2 separate regions of the Drosophila melanogaster genome follow, and region 1 is linked to region 2. Evidence: chromatin contacts called from public targeted proximity ligation data. All regions are on one chromosome and are shown on one strand. The core of a region is the stretch at or near the end of the contact, and the rest is flanking DNA. Distances in the headings are between cores, read along the strand shown.

Region 1 (4,656 bases), core at 1,161-3,660, 180 kb after region 2:
GTGGCCAGAAAGGGAAAATGAGAAAGTGGATAGGGAAGTAAAGGAAAGGGAAAGGAAATGCGCGGGATTTTCCATTCGATTGTCTTCAAGGGGAATTTAATTCAGCTATGAATACGAAATTTTCCACAGCCATATGCAAATTGAAAACCGAATCTGTCGCATCGATATTGGCAAATTACGAGGCGTGTAAAGCCATAAATTGATTATCTCAAGTGTGCTTATCCTGGCCTTCGATTAAGCCGAATCACGTAGCCTAAATTACTCAAGTTTATCAGTGAATTATGAAAGGAGTGTCTAGACTCTGCCCTCTGACCTGCATTTTAATTATGGCAATTTACTCTTGATTTGTCCGAATATGAATGGCCCAACCCCTTGACCATTAATTGAAATTGTTGAAATGTGCGGGTTATCTGAAATTATAATCTCCTCAGCCCAGATTCCTGTCGATGGGGAATTAAAACTTTATTTATTGCAAAGCCATAAGAAAAATGCAGCCAACAATTTCGCAGTGGTCTCAAAAGACTTGGACGGCAGCTTTTCAACTTGGCGGAAAATTCTCTAAGCCACAAGGGAGCCTCACGATAAAAGAAGCGGGAAAACAAACAGAGCGAAGGTAAAAGACTGATTTATTTCTGCCCCACCTTCATTGATGTTTTTAATTCTTACGTAAAACATTTTCCGACGCAATCTCTAGAAACTGAGACCCAATTAATGAAGAATGAGGGAAAAAGCATAGATGAATACAAAAAGCCGCTATAAGAAAAGCTTAAATAAAAGAAAAGCGTTTAATATGGGTTAATTAGACGTTACTTTGACTATAAAAAAGATAATTTTTTAAAGAATAATTTCATTGCTAACCCTAATACTCGAGGGCACACAGCGGGCCTCAAAAGTAATTAAAAGCAGATGATGTTGTAATCATAAACGAGTGGAAAACTATTTTATTAAACCAGCCAAACAGATTGCGGGCCCAAGAGATAAAAATCGAATGCAAAACGTCCTTCAATTCGGGCCCTCACAAGCGAATGGCTTTAAGATCGTAAAAATTTACAGCTTTCGTAATTGCAAAATAGTTTGGCATAACACGGAACTTATTGTTTAGGTACAGGAAAGGAATATGTACCAATATTGCCGATGGCAAACACCTACACCAGATAGATACCCAGTCATTCATGTATCCAAACACCTATCCATAAAAGATGCCTTCCAGATTTTATTGAGGCATTATCAGGCGAAATAAACGGGGACAATTTGACGAAAATTGGGGACTGGGAGGCCGAGGAGCCGGTTTTATGAATGCCATTTTGACAGGAGACGACAGCAAAGGGCGTTGCAAATTGCCGGGCGGGGCGTGGCAATGGGCATAGTTTTTGGCCAACCCTCAGACCTGTAATGAATGGCCATGTATGAGCGATAACAGAGCACTCGGAAAAATGTATCTTAAAGGTTGCTATATTTAAAGGCAAAATCATATTTCACATACAAGGCCAGTTGAAAAATTCAAATCACTTGAATGATTAATGGGTAAATGGGCAACCTTTTTCAAGTAGAGCCTAAGCCAAGTACTACCATTTAATAACAACTTGTAATTAATACGAAATGTTCTCTTTCTAGTTATTTTTGAAGTGTTTTCCGCGTGGGTTTACAGAATCGACATTTACGGCTCATAACCCACTGCACTGAAATGACGGAGTATTTGTGCTTCCCGATAGCCATTAGAAAGTGGAGCTGGTAGGCGGGGAGGGTAGTGTGGGGTGTTGCAAGTGGGTGGCTTTTGGGCGACTGGGTGGTGTGGGAGGTGTCAAGGGCGCGATAGCTCTTTGACAGCCGGGAAAGCGGATATGGAGTGAACGACAGGTTTTCCCTCAGCTCTTCCGCCTGGTAGTTCGTGTTTATGTAAAATTAATTTGAAGCTTTTAATCAAATATTAGCGGCAAAAAATGCTGCGGAGCTTGGTAGGAAAAACTGAGCCACAAAGCAGTGAAATTAAATACTTAACCTACTTTCAGCAGTCACTTTATGGACAAAATAAGAACTTATTCTCACGCATTAGCATTGTTTTAAGAAAAAAAGAATTTGCCTAACTAAAACACCAATTTGCGTTTGTAGCAACTTATTGTTCCCTCAAAAACGTTAATATAAAACTAAAACCGCACTGTAATAATGATGATACATACTAAAAATGTGAAGGGAAGAGTTAGTGATTGAGAAACGATTTATTTACTTTTACCACTTGTATTATTTGCTTTTAAAAATATCTACCGCGTAAGTATCTTACATTGTAAAATAAATGTAGGAAATGACTGATGTTATCGATTATTTATAAAATTCAAATGTTTAAGCTTTCGCGCGTAACATGGTATTTTTTAGGCAGTTATTCGCGTCCTCGGATCACAATCTGGTAACATCGAAAGTTCTAATTTTGTTTGTGTGCGTGCGACGTCGGTTTTTTCGTCGTCGCGACTTTTTTAAAATAAACTGGAGGCATTCGCAAATAATTTAAGCCTAATCGATCAGGAATTCGTACATAATGTCGGTTGTGATATCGAGCTCTTTGTCAAGAAGCGCTTGAATCGTGGGTAAGAATAAAGTCGCACCTACAAAATGAACGAATTAGAACTTTTTGCCACGAGAATAGCAAGTGCATATGTGTGGGTGTATGTTAGTGTGGGCATTTGTGTGTGTGTCTGTTGTGGTCTCTGAATGTGTGAGTGAAGGAGAAGGAAGTAGAGCTCCCCTTATTTCTCCAAAAACAACAAATACAGAGAGTAAGAAGGAAAGAGTAGGAGAGAGAATAACTTGTAACAAAGTACCGTTACAACAATGGTAATACGGAAATGTGCAACAGAGAAACAAAAACAACACCAACAACAACGAGAAGTAGTACGAGTTTTGTGGGCCTTTCGTGCAGATACCACCAGTTTTCCCCCACCCCTCCCCGTCTTTTTCTGCACAATTTCGAGTTTTCCCAGCTGCGCCACAGCAACAACAACCACAACAACGAGAGCAATTGTGACTTTTCCGCATTGCAGTTGCGCCAACTAACACCGATTTTTTGATTTGGGGCTTCGTGCCTAAGCGCTCTTCTTGCATTCAGCCCGCGTTTAATAAACAATTAATCGTCAAGCAATAAACAACAGCAAGCCGCGCATAGAAATTTGAGCTTTTTCAAAATATTACACCATCCGATTACATAATATAGTTTACAAGTCGTGCTTTGCCGTTCCGTTTTGTTTCGCTTGTTCGCCTTCTTCTTGAGGTCGTTTCTTGTGCTTCCTCTTCCAAGTGAGAATTCCCAACAACCTGTTAGAAGATTCGGTCCCATTGGGCGGCGCTCTAGCTGGGTTTATGCGGGACTGTAATCAAGATCTATCAATGGAACTAAAAATTTAATTATAGTGTGTTAACAATCAGGTAGTAAACAAGTTAGCATTAGAAGCACATTCTAAAAAAAAAAAATGGATTTACCTCTTCATTTTTAACACGGCTTTTATGAATATATGATTCATTTTTATCATACGAATTTAGTATCTAAGCTCCCAAATGTATTTCCGCCTGTTTTGCCTGTGCTTATCAGGAGTGTTTTCAATTCGCCTAATTATCGTTAATGGAGTTCCCGCATAAACGACTCACTATACACGCACGCAGTCAGCGAATTGAATTGATCGATGGTTTGTTCACCTTCTCCACCGCTTTCTTCCGCAGCGTTCTGCTCTTTCCACCTGTGGGCAACTACCGCCGTTATCTCATCCACCAAACATGTGAGAAATACCGCCAGCAGTACGATCTGTTCACCTTCTCAGTGGGCCAAGGGCCGCAGCGGCGCACCGTCCTCTGCTTTCGAAACCAGCTTCTGGATCCCAGCGGCTTTGAGAAGTGAGCATCTGATATCTGACAGTAGATTATTGTTCATTTCAATTTGTCGTTAATGCACAATTAACAGCCGCAAGCAGCAGCAGCAGAGGGAGAAGGATAGAGAGCGAGAGGCAGCGAGGAGCTGGCGGAGCAACAACAATTCGCACTATCACACGAACGGCAGAAGCAGCAGCGCCAGCAGAAGAAGCGCCACGGAGCTCTGTAAGATGGGCGTTAAGAAGCATATCAGCGAGACTCCATGTGAGTAAATGGCCCAAAGCAAGCTGGCCGTACATATAAACAAAGGCTATCCCCTGTTTTTTAATCACATTTTGGAGCGATGCGTTTTTGGCTCCCCGTTTAGCAAGCAGTCATAAATTTAAGTGTTCGCAAATACGCAAAAAGAAGCCAAACAAAGAAATCGAAAATGTAACAGGGATAGCGACGAATATGAGAATACCCAGTAATACTGAAAATTAATTCACATATTTATCTATGTACATTTTTGCCATTAAATTGCACAGTTGTGTTAGATACCCAGCAAATTGAAGCATTAATGAGCTTTCCAATCAGAAGTAATAACTAAATTCCGGCCAAGTGTATAGCAAACAGGTAGATTAACTAAAAATAACCAGATGCGCCAGCTGATCGACGTCGGCAGCGCCGTTGCCGTTCATTCAAGGTCGCCCTCTTTCTCGAGCGGATTTTTTGGTGATGTTGCATCACGGCTCACCTCACTTCACTTCACTTGGCTTCACGCAGGTAGACGCTCAACTGGTCGACCGCTGCGCACGCTCACCA
Region 2 (4,680 bases), core at 89-2,588:
CATAAAGTGACGTGAGTGATGAGCCACAAAGAGGAGAGCTGCTTCCACAGGGGTAACAGGGGTGGTTGGAAGTGGATTTAATCATGAATGAAACTCATTATAGAGTCACAAGCTTAAAAATCTGAAACAATCTCCTCATTTTCTTGTGATTATGATTACCATGACTGTTTGCAGTGGTATCCCTCATTTAAATGGACCCGCAAACAAACCACAAGATCGTTGTGACTGGCACTCACTGTATTATGTAACATTCATTCACTGTATTAGCTTGTGTCATGTTTTTACGACGCTCCCGACCTTGAAATCGCAACGACATGGAGGACTGACACCGAGGACTGTTGCGTGAGCTGCTGAAAGGGAAATCCCCTGTCCCGTCAAAGGTCAAAGTCACCGGCAGTGGCAGCCAGTGACGCTTTCCCCGGTCTTACCCCAAGAAAGGCAAAGGCAAAGTCAGTGAGTCGTCCCATGGAGAGTTTCCCAGCGCAACGGATGCGGAGTCGGAGACGGGAAAATAGCAACAGAGACCGAGACCCAGACCCCGACCCAGACTCAGACCCTCGTCGTGGCAACAATAAGTAGCTGGGTAGCTATCCTCTGGGCTGCGGGCCCTCGGCTCTTGGCTGTTGGCTCCTGGGTCTTTTGCCTTTGGTTTCTGGCTGCTACGTGCGGCTTGTGGCTGCCACATCCACAATAGCACAAGTGGCACAAGCCCGCCTTTGAGCAAGTCAACACGGCGGCACAACTTTGTCTGCCCCGTTCGCTCGCCTGTGTTTTTTTTTTCCTTTCGTTCTACTGCCAGGTTTTTATGGTGGTGACCCCCAGCTACGTGCGGTTGGTGGCCTGCGGCGGAGATTATGTCTGGGATGTCTGCGATGTCGGGATGTCTGGGATGTTGGGGATTCTCTGCTGCCGGTACGGTGGCTGGGAACGCCACTTTGACTGGATCTGGAGCTGGGAGTGGGACTGGGATTGGCTTTCGGGGAAGCCGACCGACCTGGGTTGCTATGACTACCCTGCACTCAAAACAACTCGGTCATTTTGAATATTTTACTCCACAATCTTATTTGTATAAAACAAAGACTAAATCATACTTAAGTGCACAAGCCAACCTTCATTGAAATGACGAAATTATGAAGGAGATTACTCTTTTCTCTCAGTGTATTGGCCTGAACAAACAAAGCAAGTGGCGACGGGCGTGATGACGTGGAAAACGTTTTTGCGGCATGCCGTAACAAAAAAAAAAACTGGTGGTCCGAGAAGGGGTCTGGGTATCTGGGTACGTGGAATCTGGGGCTTGGGGCTCGGGGTCTCGATGTGGATGAGGGTCTGGCTTGTAGTATGAGGAATGGGCCTGGGCAATCCCTCGACCACAGACAGTCTGTCTGCCAGTGTCGTCGCGTGACTTAATTAGTTCCCATGAATAAAATGTGAAGTGGTGGGCTTTCGGTTTGGGGCAATAAAGTCAAAGTGACGTCACTTACCCCAGTTGTTGGTGTTCCATTGCCGGCGGCGATACCTGTGGCGTTAACCGTTCCATTTCCGGAACCAGACGACTTTCCTTTGCCTCGGCCGCGTTTCGAATCGGGTCGAACGGGCTGACCATCAGCACCGAATACGATCTGAAAGAAATAAGGATATTTGAATTTATTTATTATTTATTTTTGAGATAATATATGATAAATGTGTTAAATAAGCTATCAGGATGATTCAATAAGTGGAAATTTATATTTCCGGAGATGCCGCATACATAAATATTCGTTAAGTCAACTCATATGTCAAATATCGTTAGTTTGTATGTAAAAATAGTTTTTTACATGCGGAGTAAGCTATTTGGACACAAACCAAAATTTGGTATAAAATTCTGCACATAGAGGGCGTTTCAACTGTCGAGCCATTTTACATTTACTGAAAGGGGCATCTGTCGGCAAAGTTTGGGACTGCTTATGTAGCTGTGGCTGGCCGCTAGATGGCGCACCATGTAGAATGAATGTAGAATTTTAATGGGCTTCCCACAAATTATTTATATGCAATTTCAATAAATACAACAATTTTCTTGTATTAAGAGTAATAATTATCAAAACAAAAATTATATTTTTAGGAATTTTTAATGTTAATTTCTGAGAGTAGTATAATATAATGGTTTATTCGGTTTTTAAGAAATAAAAACTTTATTTAGAGTTTTAAGATTTGCTAAATTTTCCGTATAGTTAACAATCAAATCAGCAGCCGATTTTTCTTATTGATTTAACCGACTAATATTGCTTGTCTATGAAGAAGTTCCCCGAAATTGATCTGCGCATCCTGATTTCCAACAAAATAATTTCTTCTCCACATTCTCAAAACTCCATATTGAATAATGGCATTAAGCCGCAGAGGAAACTGGCTGCCAAATTAAATTACTTAAGAGTAAAATAAAGCATATGGTTATCGAAACCATAGATAATTCTAATAAGCATGAAGCAGCCTGCAAGTGAACCGCCTGTTGGACCAAATTCCGAGTCTATTTCCGGCGCGGGGTCATAAATATCAGAGCCGTGGAAAAAAGAGCCTGAGACGCGATCGGGTCTCAGAAGAACCATTAGGCAAAGTGCTGGGAAAGCGGAGAAGCGAACGGTAAAGTCGGAAAACTAAAATTGAAAATGTAAATTATGGATGCACATTTGAGTGTGTGCGCAGGCGTGCCCAGCTCCACATTCGTACCAAAATAGATCGACAAGGGCCAAGGGAACCGGCGGGGCCGACATATGGATCCAAATCGGATCCAGACAGCTTCGCAGGAGTGCCTGCGGAATGCCCTTGTCTGAGTCTTTTCGGTGGCTGATTGACAGCCGCTGCATCTTAACGGTAAATACGCGACGCCATCATAGACACTGCGAGAAAATGCGGAAATATACAATAAATAGAAAATATTGCAAATGCAGTTTCCAACGTTGGTTCAATCTCGTCACGTGTGCCTTTTGTTTTATAACAACTTTTTTCTCAGTGACCTCTTCTCTCCCCAAGACAACACCAAGCGGTATATGTACACCACTGCCATCTCAATCGCCAAGCTGCATTTACATTGTTGGCACGCGCAGGCGCGCACACATGTTGCAAGAACGTCAACCTTTTGGGGGCGATCAGGGAGCTGGGAATCGGGGATCGGAGGATCGGATCCGGGGAATTGGGAACGAAATGCGACTGCGTACAGGGCTCTTTTCAATTTTAGCAGCAGTTGTCATTTCGGAAGCAATTATTTTAATGCAGAGCCAAAGTAAGAGTCACACAGTCGCAGTTGAGAGCGTGCCAGAGTTGCAGCCCCCCAATGATGAAAAGACTGCCACAAGATTGAAAATGGAAGATGGAGACGATGTCACTGGGACTGGGGATTGCTGCTGGAGTCTGGTATCTGGTATCTGGGATTACTGTGAGTTGGGGTTGCACTCGGTGGCGTCTAAATTTAGTTGCTGCCTTTGGGAACTCTTGAGGTGTTTTCGGGTGAAACCGATACGACAAAGTTACGTACAAAGTGGAATCGGTACAGTTGTGCACGGCACGCACAAGTCTTGCGAGTTTAAAGTGGAAGGAAATATTTCAGAGGTGAATCTGTACGATTCCTAAAATGGAAATCCATTTTTTTCGTTATACTCAAGACTTTTGTTTTGTAAAGTTCACTTTAACCATGATTGTTTAGGATATTGCTTAGAAAAAAAAACTCAATCTGAGCCATAAATCTTACAAATGAATTGTAGGCGTATGTATTTTATGCTGGCAGCCTTAAATTGGTTAATTAATCATTTAGAATACTTTAGCTTGAATTAATTGAGTAGAAAATTGGAGAAGGCGCTGATTTTTTGATTACAAAAAACTTGTTTATAAAGAACACAAATCAGATTGGCTACACGCAACATCATTAGCTTATTTACTAATAAAATTATCATTCCAAGCCAAGTCAATAAAATCCCTGCCATTGAAGAACTCAAAACTTCCCATCAAAACTGAATAAAGCTGAACACAGACAATCGACTTTAAGAAGCCCCAAAAAGGCCGTAAAAACAAGGCCAACGACCTGCGAAAATAGGGCCAAAAGTAGGCAACCCAGAAAGCACACAAAGAAACGTAAAAAAAAGGAAACAGCCCTGCAGACGGAGAAAGAAAAACACATGCATAAAATCCTGCGATGAAAGCTTCGTCATTTCCTCGCCAAAAAAAAAAAAAAAAAATCGATGACAGTTTATGAGCCTCGAAAACGAAACCTTCTTTCTTTAAATCAATTTTTTCGTTGCTTCCTGTTGAAAGGTTCCTGGAGCCAGGCTTTTTTCAATTAAGTGCAGCGCGTTTTTTTTTTTGTGCCGACTTTATTAGCGCCAACAATGGGAAAACACAAAACGCATGTCGACTTAATTGGGGCTATTAGTTTTTATTAAACGGAAGGCAGGTGGCAGCTGCTGCGATGCCATAATGAGCAGCTCAAAAAGCCCGTCGGTGGTTCACTTATACAATGGACAGAAGGGAGGTGAAGTCCTGCTCCTGGGGCTCTCGTAACAACGGGAGCCGAGCAACAGGTAGCCCCCATTTCGAATTTGAGTTAACCGCACAATGGGCCACACGCACACCGCACAAAATGGGCCAAAAAGCGAGCACTGACCTAGGCCAATTGGGTTTGTGGTAGGATCCGGATGCCAACGGATGCCGGTTCGC

What was found.
Region 1: a targeted proximity ligation map of the Kc167 cell line shows a contact between it and region 2, with 9 times the contacts expected there. A contact is called at or near these places in 15 of 107 Hi-C or Micro-C datasets (the Clone 8 cell line, the Kc167 cell line, the OSC cell line and 5 more) and 2 of 7 datasets of targeted methods (both in the Kc167 cell line).

Annotation. Positions count from the first base shown.
Region 1 is chr3L:3,032,786-3,037,441 of dm6, forward strand. CG2162 reads left to right here and starts at 2,411. Exons shown (of 10, transcript NM_139503.3): 1 at 2,411-2,579; 2 at 3,706-3,876; 3 at 3,944-4,116. The coding sequence starts at 4,083.
Region 2 is chr3L:2,850,078-2,854,757 of dm6, forward strand. It overlaps Tet (Ten-Eleven Translocation (TET) family protein), which reads right to left. Exons shown (of 11, transcript NM_001274414.2): 5 at 1,482-1,619. Among named protein-coding and RNA genes, the nearest start is that of Tet, 27 kb to the right of the region's middle.